Regions from separate parts of the Pan troglodytes genome. Here region 1 is linked to region 2. A link is a contact called in public Hi-C data. All regions are on one chromosome and are shown on one strand. Each heading gives the region's core, a stretch centred on a gene start, on an enhancer-like site or on the middle of the called end of the contact. The rest is flanking DNA. Distances are from core to core; before and after follow the strand shown.

Region 1 (6,597 bases), core at 2,770-5,269, 340 kb before region 2:
ACACCATGAAGTTCCTTTCTACTCAATAGCAAAAAGCTTGAAATGTAGTCTCAAGGATGAAAAGCCAGATTTTGGTTTTTTTTCTTTTTTGTTTTGTTTTACAGAATCTCACTCTGTTGCCAACACTGGAGTCCACTGGTGCAGTCAAGGTTCACTGTAACCTCTGCCTCCAGGTTCAAGTGATTTCCCTGCCTCAGCCACCTGAGTAGCTGGGATTACAGGTGTGTGCCATCAGATCTGGCTGTTTTTTGTTTTGTTTTGTTTTTTAAGTAGAGATGGGGTTTTGCCATGTTGGCCAGGCTGGTCTTGAACTCCTGACCTCAAGTGATCTGCCCGCCTCAGTCTCCTGAAGTTTTGGGATTAAAGGCATGAGCCACTGCATCCAGCCCCGAAAAGCTAGATTTTTGATGTATGAAACATCTACACCAAGTAAGCCCTTTCAACATTTTAATATTAAGTAGACTCAATTTGTTCACTCAATTTTGTTCATACAAATCTGCTTTTTAAACAAAAATGAGGTTTCTGAAATAATTTACAACCAAACATAAAAAGAAACTTGTCACTTGGCAGTAAGATTCATTTATGTTATGTTTTTCTAAGAGTTTATAAACAACCTTGGTCAGCGTTTGGGATGAAATGATCCCAGTTACTGAAAGAGTTAAACCACGTATCATTTTTGTGGCAGGAAGGGCATAAGAAGCAACTTCCACAGAGTGGCACTTCAGCACTGCTGACGCAAAATGTTGGAAGACAAATCTTTCTTCTACAAAGAGGCCTTCAAGTTAAGTAACATCTCTGCACAGGCAGATAAATCTCATATGAAATGTAGGCTAAATGCCATGGTTTATGTTACCAACTATTTTTAATACAAATTCACTATTTTTAAAATGGGTAAATTGGTGAAAGTTTAAAGAATAAATAACCTGAGATAACTAGCTACAATCTACATGCAAAATCTGTCAAGCCATACACTTGCTTGACATCTCACTTGAATGTATTATTTATATCAAGACTACCTTTGGCAAACCTAGGGGAGCATAGGAACCACACACTCATTATATTAGGTAGGCAAAGTTTAACTTCAAAATTTGCCGTAAACTTGGCAAATGTTTGCAGCAAATAGAAATTACTGTTGGAGGGGCAGAAGTCATAAGTGACTCCCAAATAGATATGCCTTGTTGATATTTATTTGGGTTAACATTTTAAAATCCAAGACTTTCCAAATAACATAAAATAGTGACTGCAAACCACACTTAGATGTACCTACAACGTCAGACCCATTATGAGCAATGGCAGGTAAGTGTAACAGTAGAATATGCCAGGACGATGGGGAGAAATCTTTTACTCAACCCTTATTACACTGTTTCCAAATTGCTCCAGTTTATGTAAAATAATTTGTATTGTTTTCTTTTTTAATTGTACATATCCCTTCTGAGATACACAGAAAATTAAGCTTTTCCATAAATTCAGTATTCACAAAGCTAGGGAGTTAAAAGCCTGTAAACACAAAATTCACTGACCTGCATCAATTTAAGCACTATTAAAAGAGATTGCAGCTCAAAATCTAAAAAGAGCTGCTAATCCTGCTCTACAGATAGTAACCAATCAGTGTTTATCCTCACAATGCATTTGCTCTTCCTGTTAGGAAGCGCCGGAGTGAGGAGAGGATATGGAATACAAGAGTATATCCTAGTATGCAACTCACTCCTTCTTATGAAACACCTAAATAATAAATTCAACTTAATTTAAACTGTAACTGGGCCGGGCGCGGTGGCTCACGCCTGTAATCCCAGCACTTTGGGAGGCCGAGGCGGGCGGATCACGAGGTCAGGAGATCGAGACCATCCTGGCTAACACGGTGAAACCCCGTCTCTACTAAAAACACAAAAAATTAGCCGGGCGTGGTAGCGGGCGCCTGTAGTCCCAGCTACTCGGGAGGCTGAGGCAGGAGAATGGCGTGAACCCGGGAGGCGGAGCTTGCAGTGAGCCGAGATCGCGCCACTGCACTCCCGCCCCGCCCGGGCGACAGAGCGAGACTCCGTCTCAAAACAAACAAACAAACAAACAAACAAACAAAAAACTGTAACTGGCAAATGTCATCAGTTAACAACAATGATCAAAGTCAGAAATGTCCCTGCTATTATTTTTATAAAATCTGTATACAGATCACAAACACAGAAATTGCTACATGAAAATTTCTATGCATATTCACACGTGCGGTAAACACTACAAGGCATAAAAACAAACAGAAGAATGTTAATATTCAGAACTCTTCGAGGCCATTTCTCTTAAACATTTCAAAATACTTTTGGATTCTGTCTCTACATCAACACCGAAAACTGACCCTAACCCTAACCCTACGTTGTTATAATGGATCATCAATTAAATTTGCAGAATTCCAAAATTAAGTTGCTTTGAGTCTGATAAAAATACACACATAACAAGTTATAAGTTATCTGCATAAGAATTATCAACAATAAATTAGAATGTATGGTCAAATTATATAGTCCACAGAGTGAACAAAAAGTGTAAAACCAAAGTGGCCGTCGCTGATTGCTACTAGTTGGATTAAATGCATGTCTTGGTTAATCTACTATAGTTTCATGTGTTGTTTAGCTTATTTGAAAAAGTCGTCAAATGTTCCTAGATTGCAGATTGCAACATCCTACCTAAAACACCTGCAAGTGACCAAGAGACCACCCAGTGATCCCAAAGTCTCCATGGCAGAGACAGGATGAAAAGTAATATCCCGACAAGACTCTTCAGCATTTAATTAAGAACAGGAAAGCACAGGCAGGAGATGAAACTTTACAAGCCTAGGCGTTTCTCGGCTTTTAAAAAAATGCTGTGAGTTGGTTTTCCCAGCAAGGAAGGTTGATGAGCATGCACTTGGCTCCAAGAAGCAGCTATTACACAAATAGAATCCAAGTGCCTGGCTAAGCCGCCCAGCCTCGGTGCGTCGGGTAACAGCCAATGGCGGCGGCCTGCCAGCCTCGCCCCGCCCACCTCCCGCCGGCCCCGCCCCTCCACCTCGCCCCCTTCCGCGGCCCCGCCCCGCCTCCCCGCCCTGTTCTTGGCGGCCTGGGCTCCGCGGCCCTGCTGGCGTCCTTCGTCTGTAGTTCCTGGCTTTTCCACCGTCAGCCACTCGTTTTAATTACGCGAACGGGTTCCAACTCATCCAGCCTTTAAGTTTGGGTGGTGGTTTTGAGAGGGGGAAAGAGATGCACCAAAGGAAGTAGGGGAAAAATAAAACCTTAAGCGCTGGGCGCGCCACGCGGGACGCCGAGGTTAGGGGCGCGCGGCGAGGTAGGGGGGCGGCGGCGCGAGACGGCGCAGGGGAAACACTCGGTGCCTGCGTGAGTCTGGCCGCGCCGGCTCATGTGTACGCGAAGCTGTGTCAGCAGAAACTTTAGAAAACACGCTGTGCGAGCGGCCGCCGCCTCCCGCCTCCAGGAGGAGCCTGCGCTCGCCCGGAAGGGAATGTGGCTGCGGCCGGCGCCTCCCTCCGCGGGGTCCCACAAAGGCTCATCTGTGCGCGGCGCGGCGCCGTCGGAGGAGTCCGAGCCTGTTCAGTCAGGCTGAGGACGCGGTTGTTTTCGTCCCCCTGTCCCCGCCCCCACGAGCCTACGTGCGGGGTAGGGAGGGCGGCGCCGGAACCCCCGCCCGGGTCGGGCCGAAAGGAGCGAGCGGGGCCTGCCGGCAGAGGCCGCCGGGCTGCTGTGTGACTCGGTCCCCTCCGCGCTCGCCGCCCTCATCCTCGCCAGCGCCTCCGCGGCAGGGTTAATTCCGCCCGGAGCCTGGTGGTCCCACTCCCGGGGGATTCCGGGGTCCGTGGAATCACTGGTTCTCCCTTCGGAGGAGTTGGGCTTCTTCCGTGGGCGCGGGCGAGTCTCCCCGCTGTACCGCGGGGCCGGGGCTTGAATAAAACAAAAGAAACCAAGGCGAGGTGTGGACGCGCAGTGAGGACCGGAAAGCGAGGCCTGAGAGAGCTGGCGGCCTGAAAGCGGTCCTGCGTCCTTCACACCCTGTCTCTAAAATCCCCCTCCCAAGCGGGCCCTGGCCAAGAGTAAAAGCGCAGCCGAGGAGGGAAGGACGCCGCCGCCGCGCAGGCATCCGGGCAGGGACGGGTGGGCGGGAGATTCCGGGCCGCTGTTCAGGGCAAGCGCTAAAAGTTTCCGGGTCCCCGAATTTCTCATTTCTTTATCGAGTTCTGCAAAGAAGCAACGTTCCTTCGGCCATTAATATTGTAAGAATGTATCGTTTCTAGCCACAAGTTCCAGGTTCCTTTTTGTAAGAAAATTAAGGACTCAAGTAGATCAGCCAAAGAAACCACGTACAGCATAAACTCACGTACCACTCCTTAAAAAAATAATTTATTGAGTTATGACCAAGAGTTATATAAGGGGAGAGGTAACAAATCTTTGGTGAGGAAAAAGCGATGGAAAAAATATTAGAGAAGCATAATTTTGAGGAAATTACATATAGTTTGAAACCACCACTGTTTAATATTTTGACTCGCGATCTGAGTAGGAGAAATGACCAAGCTAGGCTGTTGTTTATGTGATGCCATCTCATTCAGTTCTACCTACTATTTATAGCTCCAACAGCATCAGAAAGAAAAACACATGCCTAGTGGCTAAAGCATTCAAACACAACCCCTTATTAAAAAGTTAAAGTTTGGGTTAATTAAAAAATAATAATTTCATATTAAATATATATTTTTAGGTTCCAATTTACAGTTATGTAGTTATATATTATCGCAATAAAAAGATCTGCCCATGGACTGGTTTTTGGTTTTGAGACATGTTTAAATTACATCCCTTACAGAGTGCTCAACTTGTATGGGGGTAAATGACTAACATAAAATGATGTTATCTACAAGGTTAAAAAGCAAGAATAAAGAACTAACTACATTTTAGGTCAGTTCTTCATCACAGAAGGAATGTTAAAAATTTATTTCCATCCAATTTATTTTCTAAATATTATTAATTTTCCTTAATAAAACATTTCCTGAAAGGCAAATGTGCTTGTTATGTCTATTCCCTCCTTCCTGAAATGACTTTCTCCTATCCCTCTAACAGCTTTGTCTTTTGCTACTTCTTCATCCTCCAAGTTGTGCCAGTTTGTTTCACTCTTTATTTATCTTTGCTAAAAGAGAAAGGCAGGGGGCGAAAAAACCCTAAAGTACTTAAGATTTTCAGATGGTTCTAGTTCTAGAAACATAATGGCTGCATATGAAGGGGAAGACAGGAGTCGTCCAGATACACCCAGATTTTCTTTTGGCTTGGTGGGAAGAATGAATGGCATGGTTGTGTCCTCGGCAATTTGACATGCTTGTGGTATATCCGCGGAGGTGACCCGCTGGCAGCAGGAAATACAGGTCATGGCACAAGTTGCAGGAGACTAAAGAACATGGATTCGCAGGCAATGAGATGACAGTTGAGTGAGCGTGGATGACTGAGTTTTATCATAAAAAGGCATCACAAAGGACGATAGAGCCTAAAACAGAACCTTCAGGAGTACCAACATTTAATGGACAAGTTCTTCCCTCCTTCCTTAATGAAAGCAAAAGCCACCAGGCTAGAAATTTTACAATTTCAGAACTGCTTTTTCCTCCAAATCTAGAGAGAAATAGGAAGTGAAACATGGACTCAGGTAACACTAAACAGAACTAAATTTAACTCCTCCAAGCAGTGGCTTTGGAGAAGTTAGACAAGTTTCTTAGCATCTCTGGGCCTCAGCTTCTTCATGTATATGACGACAGTCTGCTCTGATGGTTGTTATGAGAATGAAATCAGCACTTACCAGATGCTGGCTATAAACATCATCTGACCATTCCTGAAATACAGACTAGCCTCCATTCCCATTACCAATGCCTTAATTGAGACTCGCATCTCTCCTCCTAAGCCTAGAATACTGTGAAACTGGTTTCCTTGACACCAGGCTCTTTCCAACCTATTCTCCCTCACAGTGCCCCCAGTGTCCTCTTCAGATAACAGATTTGAATATGTCATTCTGCTTAATATCCCTCAGACCAAGAGAACTGGGTCTAGACTTCTTACCTCGGGATAAAGGGCTTTGGAGAATCTGTTCCTAATCTGCCATATGATATCACCCCTTACCTCAACTCATTATTGGAATATGAAGCACCCTGTCATGATTTCTGTGCTGAGCCTACCGTATTTTTTTTCAGCCCTTTATTCATACAGATCCCTTCACTTTCCCTGTACATTTGCCCTTTGAGGTCATGCTTCCAAGTCTTCCCTGACCCCCCATGGTTGGAATGTACTGCACTTTATGTACTACTGCACTGGACTGACAGAATTTTACTGTTGTATATATAATCACATATATGTTTATTTTCCTTTTAACCTCTATGAAGACAAGGTCCATCCATTGTGAATTTATGTATATTTTCCCACCTGCAAAAATCCATAGAAAAGTTTGCTATAGATTAATTTAGCTACTAAATTTAAGCAGAAATGAAAGAGATGTGCTGGAAACCAGAAATTCTCATACGCCAGAAATCCAAAACTTCAGATTAGTAAACGAAGAGTAAGCCTGAGACCTGAAGGTCTCACATGTAGATGGGTAATA
Region 2 (6,745 bases), core at 1,636-4,135:
ATTGACACCTGCTCCCATTTAAGAGATGGGGAGAGAAGCCAGCGTGTTAAATGGTAACAGTTCCTGTCATTCCATGTATACTTAACAGGTGCCAGGATGTGCCAAGCACTTTGGATATGGAGCTCATTTTGCCCTCCAACCCTATGGAGTAGGAATGCTAACACCTAGATTTTCAGGGGAAGAGATGGCAAACTGGAGCAGGTAGGTCACTTTCTCAAGGTCACGAAACTAGTAAGTAGCTGTGTCAGTCAGGATGACTTAAACTGAGCTTTGATAACAAAGAGCTCCCAAATCTTAGTGGCTTACAATATCAAAGATTTATTCCTCCCTCCTGCTAAATGTCTACCAAGGTCTCTGGAGGCTTCTTCCTCCATCTAGGACCTCGGCAGACACTACCAGGACACTGCTGGTTGTCATGCAAGTGGAAAAGGAGAAGACGGCAAAGTGCTCAATGCTGGCACATGTTACTTCTGTTTATTTTGTTGGCCAGAGGCTGTCACATGGTACCTGTAACTTCAGAGGGCCAAGGAAGTACACTCTTATTATCTCAAAGGGAGAGGAGGAATTTTTGCAGACAGCTCTAATGACCACCACAGTGGTAAAGGAAGGATCCCAGAAGAAAGGCATTTTCTAAAGCCTATGCTCTTTGCTCCTATGAGAGCTACCACTCACGGAGCCCTGGGCGCCTCGTGGGGTCTGAGCACTAAGCGTTTTACAGATATAATTTCTGGTCTTCACAGCCACTTGTTAGGTAGATGCTAATATTCCCTTCATTTCGAGATCAAGTTGCTGAGGCCCAGACAGGTCTTGAAGTAGCTTGAGCCAGATGGTACAGAGAGTAACAAATAGCACGTGTGCAGGCCTCTGATTAGTATGACTCGGGAGGCTCTCTTCTTTCCTTCTTTGCCTTGAGGATTTCCAATGCCACAGACATCATTTCAGTTTCACAACAGAAAACTCACATACATTTTCACAAGATTAAAACTTTGCTTAATCTTGTGTTCATTCATTTATTGTTTTATTAATTGCTCATTGTAAAAATTCAGGTAATACAGGCATGAAGGGGAAAGTGAAAAATCACTAACAATCAAAACATGAAGAGAGAGCCGCTGCTAACATTTTAAGTATGTCCCTCCAGATCTGCTCATCTGTAACTTGTTTCTTCACATAACAATAGATTGTGAACATCCTTCCAATAAATACACTGCAGTTTTAATGACTGCATAATACTCTATTGAGTGACTGTGCTACAATTTAAAATTCCTTGATGATCCACATTTATCTTCTGTTTAATCTCTCCCTCTTCTCTTGTTAATTCTGAGTTCCAGCTCTTTCTTAACAGTGATGTCTAAAATCTCCTGTGTCTTATGATACAGGATAAGACACAGGTCTCTTATGATAAGAGACCTTATGCTTTCGCATTGTTATGGTCAAAGATCTTTAATCAAAACACTAGTTCCTCTTTGTTACCTCTTTTCTTTCTCCCTCTTTCATAAAGACCCCCCACAAATGGTATTAAATGTTTTGTTCTCGGAGTTTCAGGCCAGGGATTTTCCTTGACATTTCTTTTTTGTTTCATGTACTTTTTCTGAAATTCCCCAATAAACTGTCCTGTTTTTCTTTTTACTTTTGTTTTTGTATATCCACATTGCTTATTTTATTATATATTTGCATGCCCATATTCCAGAACCACTGAACAGCATGTTTTGTGCTTTTCCTGGCTGTTACCTGTGTGGCAAGGTATTCAGTGGCTTCCTGGCTTCCTTTTCTATGCCCCCTGAGTAAACCCCCTATGCAGATTCATCACTTTCCTACTCATTGTAGGTTCCCTGCTTTGCTCATGTTGTTCCCTCAACCTGGAGTGGCCTTTACTGTCATCTAGAGTTGGTCTTCAGAATCCAGCTCAAATGCCTGGCCTTTCACAAAGCACCGTCTGACCCTTTAACTGTTCTTTCCTCTGTGCTTGGTAGCATTTTACTATCACTTCCAGTGTATACTCAGGAGTCATCTACTGAGCACCTATGGTGTACCCTGGAGGGCTGGGGCAGAACAGACAACAATTAGCCTTGGTATCCACCCTCTAGGAGTCCGGGGAAATAGGAAAACAGAACTGGAACCCAGTGTAGTCCAGGCTGAAATGGAGGTCAGCAGAGACGCCAAGATAATGACAGGGCCACGCCAGCGCTCGCTGGCTTTTTTTTAAGGAACGCTTTCCCTTAGGAAAAATCAAGATCCTGAGGGAGAAGTGATCCTTTTTAATTCGCCTTTTCGGGACTTTGTGGCAGCGCTTAACGCGCCTTATGCTTAATGGCACACGTCGGGGGCCTCCCGGGAGATGACGGGTGGGCGGACCCCAGGCGCAGGTCCAGTCCCATTACCCACATTTGCCGGAGCCCAGTCTACTTTTCACATCTTTCATTCCCCCTGAAATAGATGCACATTCGCCTCCAGATTTAGAATAGGAGCAATGAGTATTTCACGAAAGCCTGGAAAATATGACTTTTCCAGAAATGGCTTAAGTCGGTCATAGATCTTCAGGCTCCTGGCAACTGCGGGACGGGGATGTGCCCTAATTGCATCCATTTCCTCCCAGGCCTGATTGGGAATCTTGCACCGGCATCGCGAGCCCCGCTCTTCGGCCTCCAGGAGCGAGTGAGGGACGCGGGAGAGGGGCTTTTCTTCGGGGTGCGCGTCCCCCTGCCGCCGGCTTCTCCAGCTCCTCGCCGGGCCGCGCTGCCGCCCAAACTCCGCGGCGCCGCCCGCTCCGCGCCCGGCTCCGGCCCAGGTTTTGCGGCCCGCCCGCCGCCGCGCTAGCCGAGCCGGAGGCTGGCGCCGCCGAGGCCGCCGCGGCCGGGGCGTGGGGGCCGCACCGCGCACGCGCGCCCGCGGCGTCTGAGGCTCCCTGCGCCCCGACTCCGCGCGGCCGGAACCCTCGCGCCGCCGCCCCGCCCGGAGCCGCCCGGGACCCGGACCCCGCTCGCCCCGCGCCGGGCGGGGACTATTTTCTCTGCCCGTGTCCTCTCCTCTCCCCACGCCGGGAGGAACATTCCTGGCTCTCCCCGCCCGGCTGCGTCTGTGCCCGCTCCTCCCCCGCCGCGTGTTTTCCGCCCCAGTAAAGATCGTGCCACACAAATAAGCCTCGAATGCCCTTTGCCGAGCAGGCGGGAGGGCAGCAAGCGCAGAGCCCGAGCGGGCCATTTTCAGGGCGCGTCTCCGGAGCCGCTAAAAGTCTTGTTTTCTCCCAAAAGTGGAAGGTGGGAGGTGGGGCGGTCGTGGGGCCGCTTCCAACTGCTACACACGCTCGAATAGTTGTCAGTAAAATCAAACTGACGTCAGCCCCGAGGAAAAAGATAGGTCTCTTTTGTTCTCATGTTCTCCCCCCGCCCCTTGCGATCAAAGGCAAAAAACATTTTTTTGGAGGTGGGGGGAAAGACAAAAAGGGGGAAAAAATTGCAATGCAGAGAGATAGCTTCCATTAGAGCTCCTGCCCGGGCGATGGGAATGTTTAATGAATGCATCAAGCCTTTTGATCACCCTCGCTCGGTTGGGTTCAGTAGTGCCGGAAGGTTAGTTGCATCTCCTGTGGCTGATCTGAAATTCGATCAGCAGAGGGGGCAAAGAAAAGAAAAGCATTTTAATGGGAATCAATAGAGGATCATAGGTCTTGGAAGGAAATACGTGTTGATTAAAAATGCCACAAGATTAAAAAATGTCCACGACTTGTTTAAAAAGAGAAAAAGGAAAAAACAGAGAGGAGAGAAGAGAGAGAGAGGAGAGAGGAGAGGGGGAGGAGGAGGGAAAAAAACCCTTAGCAATCTATTTTCTCTGTGTGTTGCTGCCAGAGAGGCAGTCAGCAGACCAACAGTTTGTGTAATGCTTCAAGCTACAGCGGGCAAATTTAAAGCTGTATGCTCAGAACAACATAATAAATACTTATTGAAAATGCATTTCTATTTCTAAGCGGGGTTCACTCATGCATTATACAAAGCACCTAGGGCTGCAGTAGCGAGACGCAAGGGGACAAATAAGGTGAACTGTGGCTCAAGTTCTTAAAACTAAACTCTCCAGCTTTTAACAGTTGACAGCAAGAACATAGACACTTAAAAAATGTATAAAAAACTAAACGAATAGCTTGAAAGATACCACGGACTTAAATTGTCTGAAACTTAAAGTTGTAATTTAAAAAAATCTGATAACTGAGGTTGAGGAGAAGGATAGCAAGGGGAGTTAGTGGTAGATAGCATATTGATTGGGTTACAGAGTGGAAAATTATTGCCCTGTAGGTAGAGAAAGTGATCAACAGTGTGATAAAAACGGTGGAAGGTTTTATGACTATCCATCTACTACAGTGGGAAAGGGAAAAAGGTATTTTAAACCCATTCTTTGACAGAAAAACACAAATATACACCCTGTTTGCATAGCCTTTTAGAAAGAAATCAATTTACATTTTTACATTTTTGCATGTTAAACAAAGTTTCTTCATTGCAGTGGTGGAGCCTTCCTTTCAATAGCCTTTTAGGGAGTCCTCCAGATCTCCTGCATTCTAGTCCTACCCTTTACTCATCTTCCTCATTTTTACCTTTTCTTTCAATCTCTTTGAAGGACGTAAAAAGCGTCAAAGAGGTTTCTCAGGGCAATTTCCCTTGGATGTTCCTAATATTTAATTTCAGTAGTTTGGATAAAGGGGGATCTGTTATAATGGAGGTTTCCTTGTTGAGCCACGAATTATCTTACCTCAATATTTTTGGTCTCTACTAGATTATAAAATCCTTGAAGGCAGGGGATGTATCTCCTCTATCATTCATATTTCCAACAATGCCCCTTAGAACAAAACCTTGCACCTGGGAAATAGTAGAGAGAGCTCATTGAGCACTTTGGGTTAATAGCGGTAGATGGGCCATTGGATTTCAGAGAGGAAAAGTCATTGCTGGGTAACCTCAGAGAAGTGACTTAGCTCCTCTGAGCTTCAGGTTCCTCATCTGTAAAGTTTGAATGCTTATATCTAGCTACCAGGACTCACTTTTGTGAATGAAATGCTCATAAAGCACACTGTGTAATGTGCAATATCTGGCTATATATACATATATATCTAAATACATATACATATATAATGTATCTAAATATATCTATAAATTTTATGTTCTATCTATCTATCTATCTGCCTATCTTGTTCCTTCTCCTAAGATTTCTCCCACCCAGAAGCCCTGACTCCTTTATTCACACTCTGATGTGTCCCCGCCTTGAATCTGGACTGTAGCTGGATTGATGCTTTATGACGTTCAAGGCTAGATTATAAGAATCTTGCTGCTTCTACTTGGGACTCTTGGAATGCTCACTCTTGGGACATTCCCTCCTAGGACCCAGCTGCAATCTTCAGGAATCAGGGATCTTGTGTAGGTGAGATCAGGTGGACAGGTTGATAGTGTGCAGTGAACTCCCAGCCAACAGATGACATCAACTGCCAGCCATTCACTGCCAGCCAAGTGAATAGGCCATTTTGGATGGCCAGGCCTGTCCAAACTTCTGATGACTCCAGCCCCAGCTGTTGTCTGACTGCAATTGTATGAAAGACCCCAAGCAAGAACTGCCCAGCTGAGCTTAGTCAGCCCATAGAACCGTGAGAGGTAATATATAAAATGTGCAAATAAAAAAATAATTTTACAGTAGGTACAAAACCTGCTTGTTGAATAAACAGAAATGAAATAAGCTAGCTGCTTGGCAATCTCTTCCTTACCCCTTCCCTCCTGCCCCTGTTATTCTTTGACACCCCCAGTGGCATGCCAGCCCTTATTCCTGAGGCTATTAAGCTAACTGTGACTACATTAAAATGGAATTTGGTAAGCCCTTTCCTCAGGAGGCTTAGAGTCCAATTGGGCAAGAAGAAACTTTTCAAAAGGGGAAGCCATTTATGCACTGCTAGGTCCTGGCATAGAATAATGATTGTTAAACTATCTGTTGTTAAATGGAAACATTATTTTCTGTAACATGCTGATTGGAGGGAGGAAAGTTTATCTAGGGTTTGAGCTGGCCTTTGCTTGTAGGGATTTTTTTTTTTTTTTTCAGCTTCTTTTTGATGTAGTTCTACCTTTCCTGGGAAAATCTTAAGAGTTCAGGAGAACAAATTTCTACCAGTTTGGAAGCCACCAAAATGAGAAGATATAGTATCTTATTTTATTAATTTTGATATTTATGCACTAGCTAATTACTTGGAAGATACATCTTCTTGTTCGTAATACAGTCAGTGCCATTTGGCCCTTGATCAAGTGTAAACAATGATTTTCATGTGGAAGGGCTGGAGCTTGGGCTGCATCTGCCATGCACTTCATTCGCTAGGGCTACAGTGGTCACCAGAGATTTTTCTTCTATCACAGGTGATTCTACCCAAGAATGATTCGAGGAAAGGGGAGGTGTGGGCAGGAAACCAATTGGGGTTCGCAAATAAATAAAGTGCAACTCAATTTTTTTTTAATTTTTGAAAGAAATTCTAAACTTACTGACTTGTTTTAAAAATTGAATAAATAGGCTGGGCACAGTGGCTCATGCCTGTAATCCCACTTTGGGAGGCCAAGGTGGGTGGTTTGCTTGAGTCCAGAGGTTTCAGACCAGCCTGGCCAACATGGTGAAACCCTGTCCTTACTAAAAATACAAAAAAATTAGCCGGGCATGGTGGCACATACCTGTAATCCCAGCTACTTTGGTGGCTGAGGCACAAGAATTGCTTGAACCCGGGAGGTGGAGGTTGCAG

Evidence for each region. A called contact is a pair of places that touch in the nucleus more often than the background predicts.
Region 1: a contact with region 2 is called in a Hi-C map of stem cell-derived neural progenitor cells, with 4 times the contacts expected there. The contact joins two enhancer-like sites. A contact is called at or near these places in 1 of 7 Hi-C or Micro-C datasets (stem cell-derived neural progenitor cells) and 1 of 1 datasets of contacts at active chromatin or transcription factors (stem cell-derived excitatory neurons).

The regions. Positions count from the first base shown.
Region 1 is chr5:168,988,678-168,995,274 of NHGRI_mPanTro3-v2.0_pri, reverse strand. All of the region lies in intron 4 of ARID1B (AT-rich interaction domain 1B), which reads right to left. Among named protein-coding and RNA genes, the nearest start is that of ARID1B, 250 kb to the right of the region's middle. Within about 2 kb of position 4,019, at least 23 of the 24 cell types and tissues checked have an H3K27ac peak or open chromatin away from gene starts, as enhancers often do. A contact at or near this core is called in stem cell-derived excitatory neurons and stem cell-derived neural progenitor cells, where this site is marked.
Region 2 is chr5:168,644,486-168,651,230 of NHGRI_mPanTro3-v2.0_pri, reverse strand. No RefSeq gene overlaps it. Among named protein-coding and RNA genes, the nearest start is that of ARID1B, 98 kb to the left of the region's middle. Within about 2 kb of position 2,885, at least 24 of the 24 cell types and tissues checked have an H3K27ac peak or open chromatin away from gene starts, as enhancers often do. A contact at or near this core is called in stem cell-derived excitatory neurons and stem cell-derived neural progenitor cells, where this site is marked.